Regions from separate parts of the Callithrix jacchus genome. Here all the other regions are linked to region 2. The links are chromatin contacts, called in public Hi-C maps. All regions are on one chromosome and are shown on one strand. Each heading gives the region's core, a stretch centred on a gene start, on an enhancer-like site or on the middle of the called end of the contact. The rest is flanking DNA. Distances are from core to core; before and after follow the strand shown.

What was found. A called contact is a pair of places that touch in the nucleus more often than the background predicts.
Region 1: a Hi-C map of skeletal muscle shows a contact between it and region 2, with 6 times the contacts expected there. The contact joins the promoter of DDAH1 here to the enhancer-like site in region 2. A contact is called at or near these places in 2 of 3 Hi-C or Micro-C datasets (induced pluripotent stem cells and skeletal muscle).
Region 3: a Hi-C map of induced pluripotent stem cells shows a contact between it and region 2, with 2.2 times the contacts expected there. The contact joins two enhancer-like sites. A contact is called at or near these places in 3 of 3 Hi-C or Micro-C datasets (induced pluripotent stem cells and skeletal muscle).

Annotation. Positions count from the first base shown.
Region 1 is chr7:122,821,689-122,825,226 of calJac240_pri, forward strand. DDAH1 (dimethylarginine dimethylaminohydrolase 1) reads right to left here and starts at 2,145. Exons shown (of 9, transcript XM_078332352.1): 1 at 1,765-2,145.
Region 2 is chr7:122,542,662-122,545,864 of calJac240_pri, forward strand. No RefSeq gene overlaps it. Among named protein-coding and RNA genes, the nearest start is that of BCL10, 31 kb to the left of the region's middle. Within about 2 kb of position 1,315, at least 4 of the 16 cell types and tissues checked have an H3K27ac peak or open chromatin away from gene starts, as enhancers often do. A contact at or near this core is called in skeletal muscle, where this site is marked.
Region 3 is chr7:122,935,314-122,938,872 of calJac240_pri, forward strand. The region is part of intron 5 of ZNHIT6 (zinc finger HIT-type containing 6); the gene reads right to left. Among named protein-coding and RNA genes, the nearest start is that of ZNHIT6, 9.3 kb to the right of the region's middle. Within about 2 kb of position 1,653, at least 2 of the 16 cell types and tissues checked have an H3K27ac peak or open chromatin away from gene starts, as enhancers often do.

The DNA.
Region 1 (3,538 bases), core at 895-3,394, 280 kb after region 2:
TTACGAAGAGGACCTGCTTCAATGGGGCATTTGAGAGTTAAATGAGTCAATATATAGGAAGCATTTAAAGAGGTGCCCAACCCATGTGAACCATATATAATGTGTTAATTTCTGTCATTATTAGAGGGATGACATGAGATTTGGCTCTGAAAGGAGCTGCTCTGGCTTTACTACTTGCTGCCTCCTTTCCCAGTTTACTGAGAAACAGGCAAGGTCCCGAGAGGATGAGCAGTACCCCTAAGTCCACAGGCTACTGATGGCAGAGCCAGGGCTTCCTATCCAGGGCTCCCCACACGCGGAACTTCTCGAGGAGGAAGAGGGGAAGGGGTCGTGGGAGGCCAGGAGAAACCCAGAGCCAGCTCTAGCATGTGTCCCTTCTGGGGATAATGGAATCCAGGCCCTTCGGGGCTTTTCCCCAGAGTCGGCTCCACCTCCCGCTCTCGGATGCGCTCGTTGTCCACGCAAATGCCATCTCCGACCCCCACCCCCGCGCCGGGCACACCCTCTAAGTCTGGCACAGCGCGGCAACTCGCTACTCCGCTGGGAGGACGAGTCAACAGGAGGGTGGACGGGAAAAGTGACACAATTGGGCCGCGGCGCGCTCCCCGCCAGCCTCCCACACAGCGCATGGCGGACTTCGGCCCTCAGAGGGGTGAGGACCGGGGGCCCAACCACCCGGGTCTCCCCCGCCGCCCGCAAGGCTCCGGGCCCCTCGCGGCGGGAGGCCTGGGCGCGGGCGGCCGCCGCAAGGCTGTCCGGCCCGGTCGCAGGGCCACCGCCGCCGCCACCGTCCCCCAAAGCTAGATGACGGAGTCTTGAAAGACTTTCACCAAATATGGGCCGGGGCTGGAAACGTCCTGCGCCGCGCGCCGCCGGAAACCTCGAGTCCTGGCAACCGTGGTGACTGCGGCGCGCGGGCGGGGTGGCCGGCAGGGGGCGGCGGCGGCGGCCAGGCAGGCGCGTCCGGTTGCCTCGGGTCCCGCGCCCGCCCGCCGTGAGGACCCTGCCCGCTGCCTCCGCAGGGGCGCCGGAGCCCGCCCTCTCCGCGCGTAGGCCACCCAGTTCTTGCCGCCGCCACCAGGCTAGGACCCTGGCTTCCTCTGGGAATGGGGGCGGAGAAAAGGTGGAGAAGAGAAATGGGATGGTGCGGGGGGGAGGGGGGGTCGGCGACACCTTAAAGCTGGTCTTTTGCAGACACCGTTAAGTTGTTCCGTTCATTAAGGTGGCTATAAAGAGTGGAGTTGTGACATTGGGTGTGCGGGCGAGTATCTTTGAGACACACACCCCTACTACACCCACTCCGGTCGTCCACGGCAGTGGTTCTCAGGGTGTGATCTCCGGACCAGCAGCATCACCACCACCTGGGGACTTGTTAGAAAAGTAATCAGAAACTCTGCGGTGGGACCCAGGAATCATTAACTAGTTCTCCAGGTGATTCTGATGCACGCTGGTCTGAGAGCCTTCCTAGGGCTAGGAAACCAGAGTCGCCAGATTTACCGTTATTACTCTCGGTTGCCGCCAGACAGTGAGCCCTTCATTAGGTAACCTAAAATTCCCTGGCAGCAGCGGGCGAGACGTCCCCATCGCTCAGCCCGAAGCCAGGAGCTGCAGAAGACAAGTAGCCCCTTCTCCGTGGATTGCAACCCAAGGCAGCCCATGGAAACAAGGCAGCCCGTTATTTCCTGCCTGGGCACCCGTATGGGGAGGGTGAGGGAGAAACTAGCAAAAGAGCCATACAGAATTAGTACCCGAAGCAACACTTACCCATAAACATTTGCACATTTGGCCTCCTGTCCGTCAACTAGGACTGATCTGCAGCTCCCATCAGAGGCGGTGAGAAGACGACCAGAGGCTGGGGTTTCTGGACGGTCCTTGGGCAGGACTCGAGGAGCTGCTGTTTCTCTTGCCTAATGTCGTCAATTACTAGCAGGCGCACCAGCACATGGTATATGGAGAGGCTGTGCACATAGGTTACTCTAGTATCTCCCGCTCCCACACCTCCTGGCCCTGTTGCTCCAGCTTCCCACCCCCCTCCCACAACACACCCCCTGCTTGAAATGGGCAGCTGACGGTAAGGTTCTCTAAATTTCTCCTTTGGGGGAAACTCATCCTCAAGATTACCCGTTGAAGTCCAGAAACAAACCCACACACCCTTGTTAGAAAACTTTAATGTGATTTTAAAGGAATCTCTGGAATGGCTGTGTTTGAACGCAGTGCGGCAGACTGGATCTCTGCCGTCCCCCATCCCCAACCTCCAATTAAGGTATATACCGCCAGTTGGATGATCCACTGTGCTTTTATTCTAAATCATGATAGACAGATTGCATGAAAAACAAGGAATTCCAAAGAATTTCCTGCTCTGGGAAGAGAAGTTAAATCTATATTTAACAACATTTGAAGTTGTCAAGAATGCTTTGTGGTTGGATAACAGAGGCAGAAAAATGTTAAAAACGCAGGCTACTGCTATACCCAAATATGGGAATATTGTTACGTCTGCTGTCTGATTCACCATCTGGAAATACTTACAACCATGAAGTCAAATAGAAAAGACGCCACAACAGAAGCTAGGAACCCTCCTCTCCATTCTCTCTCTACCATCTCCCTCTGTTCACCCCTTACTGTGGCTACACCCCTCCTCCCCCGCCCCACCCCAGACACTTCATTAAGAAGGAAACAATAATGAAATGCTAAGGCAGGAAAAGCAATGTTGTGTAAATAATAATTGATGTATTAACCTGTGTTCATGTTGGGCCCAGACTTTCCTCACTTGATTTGCATGACACCTGACAATCCATTGTCTTGAAAAGTCTCTCACCCCTAACCCTCCAATAGAGCTTCCCACTCCCTCTAGCAAATGCTGCTTTCAGTTATGAAAGGGCACTTTTGAATGAATAAAACTGAACTCTTTCCTGCAAGAGTTCTCTTCATTGGAGTGTGTTTTCATCATGATAGCTTCTCATTGTGCTTATCAGAAAAGTCAGCATTGGCACTAAAGGCCCTTTTAAGCAAGACTGCTAAATGAAGAAGTGTGAACAGCCCTAAACATTAAAAAGGATAAGTAGTCATCCTAGAGCATATGACTCTCACATGATAATTTTTATTAAAATTACAATTTATTAAAATTAGAGATAGTTTTTGAAACTTGTAGGGAAAGTTTATCAATCACACTAATGGGATTGGTAACATTCAAGTACATTGTCCCATGGTGGGGGCTTCTCCTGAGTATGTTGCAGGTAAAACAGGATCTTATAATCTGCTGACATTTTTACTACAGAGTATTACCTACTACATCTCATTGCAATTCATTTAAAATGGGAGGCTTCCAGTGGTCCCTAGGAAAGGACTTAAAAACCCCACAAAACTTCCAGCTTGAAGGCGTCTGCTTTCCCCAGAGATTCATAGGGCATAATGTACTGGAATCTGGTTTGGCCTTGCGGTCTTTGCAGGTGATTTCAGCCCAAAGCACTCCAAATGCAGGGTGGTCCCCTGCATTTCTGGCTGGCTGCTTGGTTAGCACAGCCTCCGGTCCGCGGAGGGA
Region 2 (3,203 bases), core at 65-2,564:
TCACTAGTTTCATGTGGGAGTGAATTCATAGAGCTCCTCGTGCTACCATATTGATGTTGTAACCCTTATTACTGTCATTTCGTAGATGCTGTGATTTGAATGTGTCCTTCAAAGCTTCAAGCATTGGAAACTAAATTGTTAAAACAACAGCGCGGGGAAGTGAGGTCTAAGAAGTGATTGGGTCATGAGGGCAGTGCCTTCACAAATGCATTAATGTCATTGTCACAGAAGTGGGTTAGTTATCACGGGAGTGGGTAGTTACAAGGTGAGCCGTGTCCCTGGTGCCTCTGTCTTGTGCAATTGCTTCTGCCTTCCACCATGGGATGATTCTTGTTACATGCTGGTAACATGCTCTCGGACTTCCCAGCTCCAAAACTGAGAGCCAAATGAACTTCTGTTGTTTATAATTTACCCAGTGTGTGGTATTCTGTTATACCCACAGAAAATGAACTAGAGCACTAGATGAGGGCAATGTTCATTTATTTGGGAGACTAGGGCTGGTACAGTGGAAACAAAAGTCACCTAAAATCAGGACTTAGTAATAGATTCCAGGGTGGGAAAGGAATATCTTATATAGATATTACCTATATCGGATGTTACTGGATAGAACGACCACTTCTGCATATGGTCCTTCAAACTCTACTTGAACGCCCCCAGGAAAGGGGAATTCACTACTATTAGTTTAGAGTATTATTCCCATAAGCAATGTGACCAAGTAAAACCGAAACAGCTGTGCCTGCCAAGACGAGCAGGATGTACACACAAAAGGGAAACAGAAAAGAGGTGCCTCAGGATCCTAAACAACTTTATGTTACCAGCAGCTCACGGGCTTGCTACAGAAAGGAACTAGCTGTTTTGGGATACCAGGTGCCCAAGAGACTGCTCTAATTTTAGAAATAACGCAGTGCTTACTAAAGAGGTCCAGGACTCACGGGTCTGAAATACAATATTCTTTCACCCTCAGGCTACGCATACTCATGTTCTGTTGTTGATTCTGCTCCAATTATTTTCTGATTTTGAGGGAAGGAGGACCAGACCGCAGAACCGGCATGTGCCTGAGGAATCTGCCAAGAATTATTAAGTGATAACTTAAAGAATAAATTATTTAAATGTACAGAGAGTTGTAAATTTACAGAGTTGGGGATAGCCACTGCCTGCTGGGCTAAGAGCTCATTTTCACAGTGGCCTTGAGCTGATATCCTCTGCCTCTCTGAATCCATCCTCTGCCAGGTCTCAGCCCTAGGAGGCTGACCTCTGCTGGAGGCATCCCCTGAGTCCCAACTGCATCTTGTGGTTGTGTTCAGCCAATGGGGAGCACCAGCAGATCAGAGTGAGGAGAGAAAGAGGTCAAGGTGCTGCTTCTCTGCTCTCTGGCTGGGTCTGTGACCCTGACTTCTCTGTCCTATAGTTTGCAGCACAATTTTCTGTCCTTGTCCTGCTGGGCCTAGAAGTGCTGCTGACATCTGGTTTCTGGGTGGCTCACCACCCCATTTTTACCCTTAACACTCATATGTCTGAAACAGAGCTTCATTAGGATCATCTCTTTATTTGAACCAAGTGGGAATAAATTCTATTTCCTAACAGACTCCTTGTTACTATTATATCTTGCCCTGCTAACAACATTCCTTCTGTCTCTCCCAATTATTATCAAGCCTGGAAAGAAGCACACCCCATGTTACTGTCTTAGCATTAACTCTAGGGGACCTCATACCCTCATCCAGGTCCCCTGTAAAAAAAAAAAAAATGACTTTGCTTACATCCCCTGGAATTTTAAGCCTCTGTGGACCTGTGAATCAGTGTTTGTTCAACAAGCTTCTTTTACACAGTTAGACTGTTGCCTGGTATCAGAACTTGTTTGGTTCCTGAGCTTTTCCTGCATCTGTGTGAAATATGTGGTCTTTGTACCCTGGTGGGATAGAGGAACATTTCAACCTACAGCATATAGGATATAGGATCCTAGTTTAATTTTGAACGGTCATCCCCTGAGTTCTTGCTCCAAAGCCCTAGCTAATAAATAATCTTTTTGTCCATGAGCAGGAACTTAAAGATTGTTTTTAAAGTGAGAAATGGGGAGATACCAGTCAAAGGGTACAAAGTTTCAGTTATTCAAGATGAATAAAGGCTGGAGGTCAAATGTATTGCAATGTGACTATAGTTAACAATACTCTATTGCATACTTGAAATTTGCTAAAAGGAAAGATTTTTAAATGTTTGTTCTCACCAAAAAAGAAAAAAGTGATAACTGTGTTAGGTGACGGCTATGTTAACTGACTTGATTGCGGTGATTATTCACAATGTCTAGCCAAGCATCAAGTTGTACACCTTAAGTACCATTTTTATTTGTCAATTAGACTTCAGTAAAGCTGGGGAAGCAAGCTACCTCCTTAGGCCTGCATTAATTTCCTCAAGCTCTTTCTCAGTATTTATAGCCAAATGATTAAACTTTCTATTTATAAATAGAGGGGGGCCTCCCAAGACCTAGAGACCCGTCGTTGCTTTTAGGCATTCATGTCACACGCCAGCCCAGGCAGTATTTTACCAAGTTCATACTTGCTTGAATCTTTTATTTATTTATAGTGACAGTAACATATTTGGCACTTGCACGTCCTCCTAAAAGCCTGATAACCCGTTATCTTGTGCTATAAGTGGCCTAGCTTTCACTAAGTTAGAAATGAGGGTTGGCGGGGAAGGGAGATGGGGAACATTCCTGTTAGCCAACAGTTTCCTAATGCAAGTATGTCTGTGGTGCAGCCACATCGCCTACCAAGGAAACCTGTGAATTCACCACGGAAGTTGTCAGGCCAGCTTAGAGGCATCCGTGAAAAATCCTGAGTTATTTCTGGAATAGGTGATTGATGTTTCAGATGGAAGATGACATTTTGATGGAATCTAAGCTTGCTGTGATCAGAGTTAATAGGGATAATGATGATGATAATGATATTGACATTACCTCTTTCTTCCAAAGAACCCTTCAGTTCTTTTATCTCATTTGCCTTGAAAATGTCCCTTCGGAGTTGGGAGGGGAATGTGTTATTAATCTGTTCTTCAGGAAAGAAAATATAATGAGACTTAATTGCCAGGCTTTCAGGCTCCATTTTGGTAGTAAGAAGAGATATTTAAATAACAAATTAAACTTGGAGAAATTAAACTTGGAGAAACACCAGTCTTTCTCAGTTCCCATCGATCCTCTATAATGCTGCCAG
Region 3 (3,559 bases), core at 403-2,902, 390 kb after region 2:
TTGCCAGCCAAATACTGTGCATGTATATGTATCTTTCTATGACCATCTATTTCTATCCTCTGCGCCCCCCCCCTCCTAATTAGTTGCTAGTCTTTTTTTCTTACTAATGCATAAGCCTTCTGTGACATATATGTTAAAGACTTTTTTGGTCCAGTCTTTTCACTTTATTATGGTCTTGTTTTGCCATGTAAATTTAGTTATTCTTTTCCTTTTGGCTTCTGGATGGGATGTTTCTTCTCTTCAAGATTATGAAAATATTCTAGTATTCTTATATCATTTTAAGATTCTGATCCACCTGAATATTATTTAGTAAAAGATTCAACATTTCCTCTCAAATGCAAGCTGTTCTAACTCTATTTATTAAATAAGTAATTATTTGTATTAATTTGAAATGATACCTTGATCATCTACCAGAGAACCAAATATATGGTTTATTTTCTATGATCTAGTAACAGATTTCTAGGCCAATACCATAAAACTACTATAACTTCATAAATTTTGATGAGTCCAGCCTCATAATTTTTCTTTTTTCAGATTTTTCCAGGTACCTCTGCCATGTTATTCTTCAAAATAAACTTCAGTTATTTATGAACTATCTTCTTAATAAATAACAAAGAAAATCTCATTGATATTCTGATTAGGATCGCATCAGACTTAAAAGATCACTTAATAAACAATATTGAGTTTTTAAAGAACACGGCACTTTTTCCCATTTATTCACATCTTTTAAGTCATTCAGGAGAATTTACATTTTCTTCATATAGATCTTTCATATTTCTTTCAACAGGTTTGATTAGCACTGGGTGAAAATGAACATAAAGTTATAGACCCTACAAAGAGTTGTGGTAAAGGAATTACCTCTGAAAAAGCCACTATTTTAAAGTAGTTTGGGATCTGCTCCAAAATAAGCAGAAGAGCCAACATTTCCTTATCAAGCTCCTCTATTTTTAACAGAGAATGTCAACCTTGCTTTGGATCAACTTACATAAGCCTCCCTGAACTTAACTTTATTGATTACAGCTACCTACTATGATACTCCTACAAATTCATTAGTCCTCTAAAATTCATTCCCATTGCATACATTTTTGACTTCACCTCACTTTGACTATTCAGTGAAAATTACAGTTCTTATTCTTAGAAAAATTCACACAATTTCACATGTAATTTGAAGAGACTCAGTCATACTGGTGAAAATGCCTGCCATAAAACGTGCTTGGATTAGAACGAACCTATTCCAGCCAGCTGCTACAATCACCTGCTGACAGTTCTACAGAGTAATTCAGGTACAGTGGCACATTCATCACACTTCATATGTTGGCTTTCAAATTTAAAACTTTTTTTAAAAAATAAATGTAGACTTTACAGAAAAGTTATGAAAACAGTACAAAAGTCTTTAATCAGATTCCTCAAAAGTTAAAACATTTAAATTGTAAACAACATGAACTTGAGATTTTGAATATATTGCAGCTCAGGTTGCTTAAACAAGCAATCAATTTAACACCTAGGGAGTATTAGTAATAGTCTTAGTACAAGACCAACTTCTCATATCAACAATTCCAAAATCTCCAAAACTGAAAGATTTTTAACTCCTTTAGCAGCAAAACCTGAGTCAGTCTACAGTCATTATTTACCCATTATAAGGTAAACATTTACAGGTTTCACTGCACAAATAGTACTGTCTGATTACACAGTGTTGTCCCAGACCTATGGGGGTGAATGGAATACACAGTAAATGTGGCATATTCCTAAGGATTTCAGTGAAGGGAATGTAAATCTTCAATGTCACTGTATATTATTTACTATGTGCCAAGTACTACTTTAGTTATTATTAATATTTAATTTAATCCTCTTAATAACTTGGTAAGTCAAATCTTGCCCTAGGTCACCTGATGTAAATCAAACAGTAGAGGCAACATGCAAATTTACATTTACCTGAGTCAAAGCTATAACCAACTTTTGAAAGTTAATAGAAAAAAAGTATTGAAAACAGTCTCTTAGAATACTGGGGACACGGGAGCTGAATAGAATTCTTTGAAAAAATTTAATTTCCTCTCTTCCCTCTTTCCAACAAGTACCATTGCAATCATCTAAAACCTTGCTCATTTTCATGTGCATAGCTGGTAAGACCTAAGTATCTCAAACAAGGTACCTCTAAATGTCTTTTTTTCATTTTTTTCCTCTTAAAGGTAAAATATAAGACACCAGAATCCTGATTCTATCTACATTATATTCATTATCTAGACCAAGAAAAGATTAGAACTATACATTCAATAAGTATGTCTTCTGTATTCATCTAAATCAGCGGTTCTCAAATGGCAGTGATTCTGCCTCCTGCAGTGGACATCTGGCAATGTCTTAACAAGAAATTAAAAATCCAAGAGCTCAACCGCTCTAATAAAACTGCCCACAAAAAAGTTTGATAATATTAAACTAAAGTTAAGGTATAACTAAAACAAGCACTCATACTTTTCTGATGAAAGTACAAAGTGGTAATGTCTTATGGAGACAAAGTGGAGGCCGGGCGCGGTGGCTCACGCCTGTAATCCCAGCACTTTGGGAGGCCGAGGCGGGTGGATCATGAGGTCAAGAGATCGAGACCATCCTGGTCAACATGGTGAAACCCCATCTCTACTAAAAATACAAAAAATTATCTGGGCATGGTGGCGCGTGCCTGTAATCCCAGCTACTCAGGAGGCTGAGCCAGGAGAATTGCCTGAACCCAGGAGGCGGAGGTTGCAGTGAGCCGAGATTGCGCCATTGCACTCCAGCCTGGGTAACAAGAGCAAAACTCTGTCTCAAAAAAAAAAAAGTTTCTCTCAAAAGTTTAAGTACATTGCACTCTTTAATCCAGTAATTATGCTTTCTAGGAATTGATCCTATGGAAAGTCAGGTAAACACACAAAACAATTTGTTCAAGGCTGTTTAGTACAGTGTTATTTATAATAATTAAAAACAGACATAAATTAAAATGTTCACGAATATGGGAATAATTAAATAAAATAGGATATAGTCAAAGGTGGAATATCATACTTAAAAAAATGAGGTGTAGATTTGCATTAGCAAGAAAAGAGGTTCACAATGTATTGTTATATGGAAAATCTAGCTGCAGGAAAAAATGATGTGTATTTCTCAATAAAAATTAATGTTTAACTTGGGCAGAGTCATGTTACTATGTAGTTTTATTTAAGTATTTTATCTTGTGTTTTACTTTTTTAGATGAATAAAAGAGAAAAAACATGATTAGAAGGAAACATTACAAACTTTTATTAGTGGTGACCTCTAGATAGTGGAATTACAGGTGGAATTCTTCCTTTAAACTGTTTAATGATACAGATGTATTATTTATGTAATAGCTACTATGAACTGATTCCTTCCCACATGCCAGTTACTGCCTACATGAATTAATACACTAACAGATCATAACTCTACAGGGTGGCTATCATGAGATCCATTTTGCAGATGGTGAAAGACTAAGAAATGGATTCTAAGCCTATTATTACATACTATGTTGCTAACCTCCTCCTGGGAAACACTAAAAATGTAAGAAAACCAATCCCAA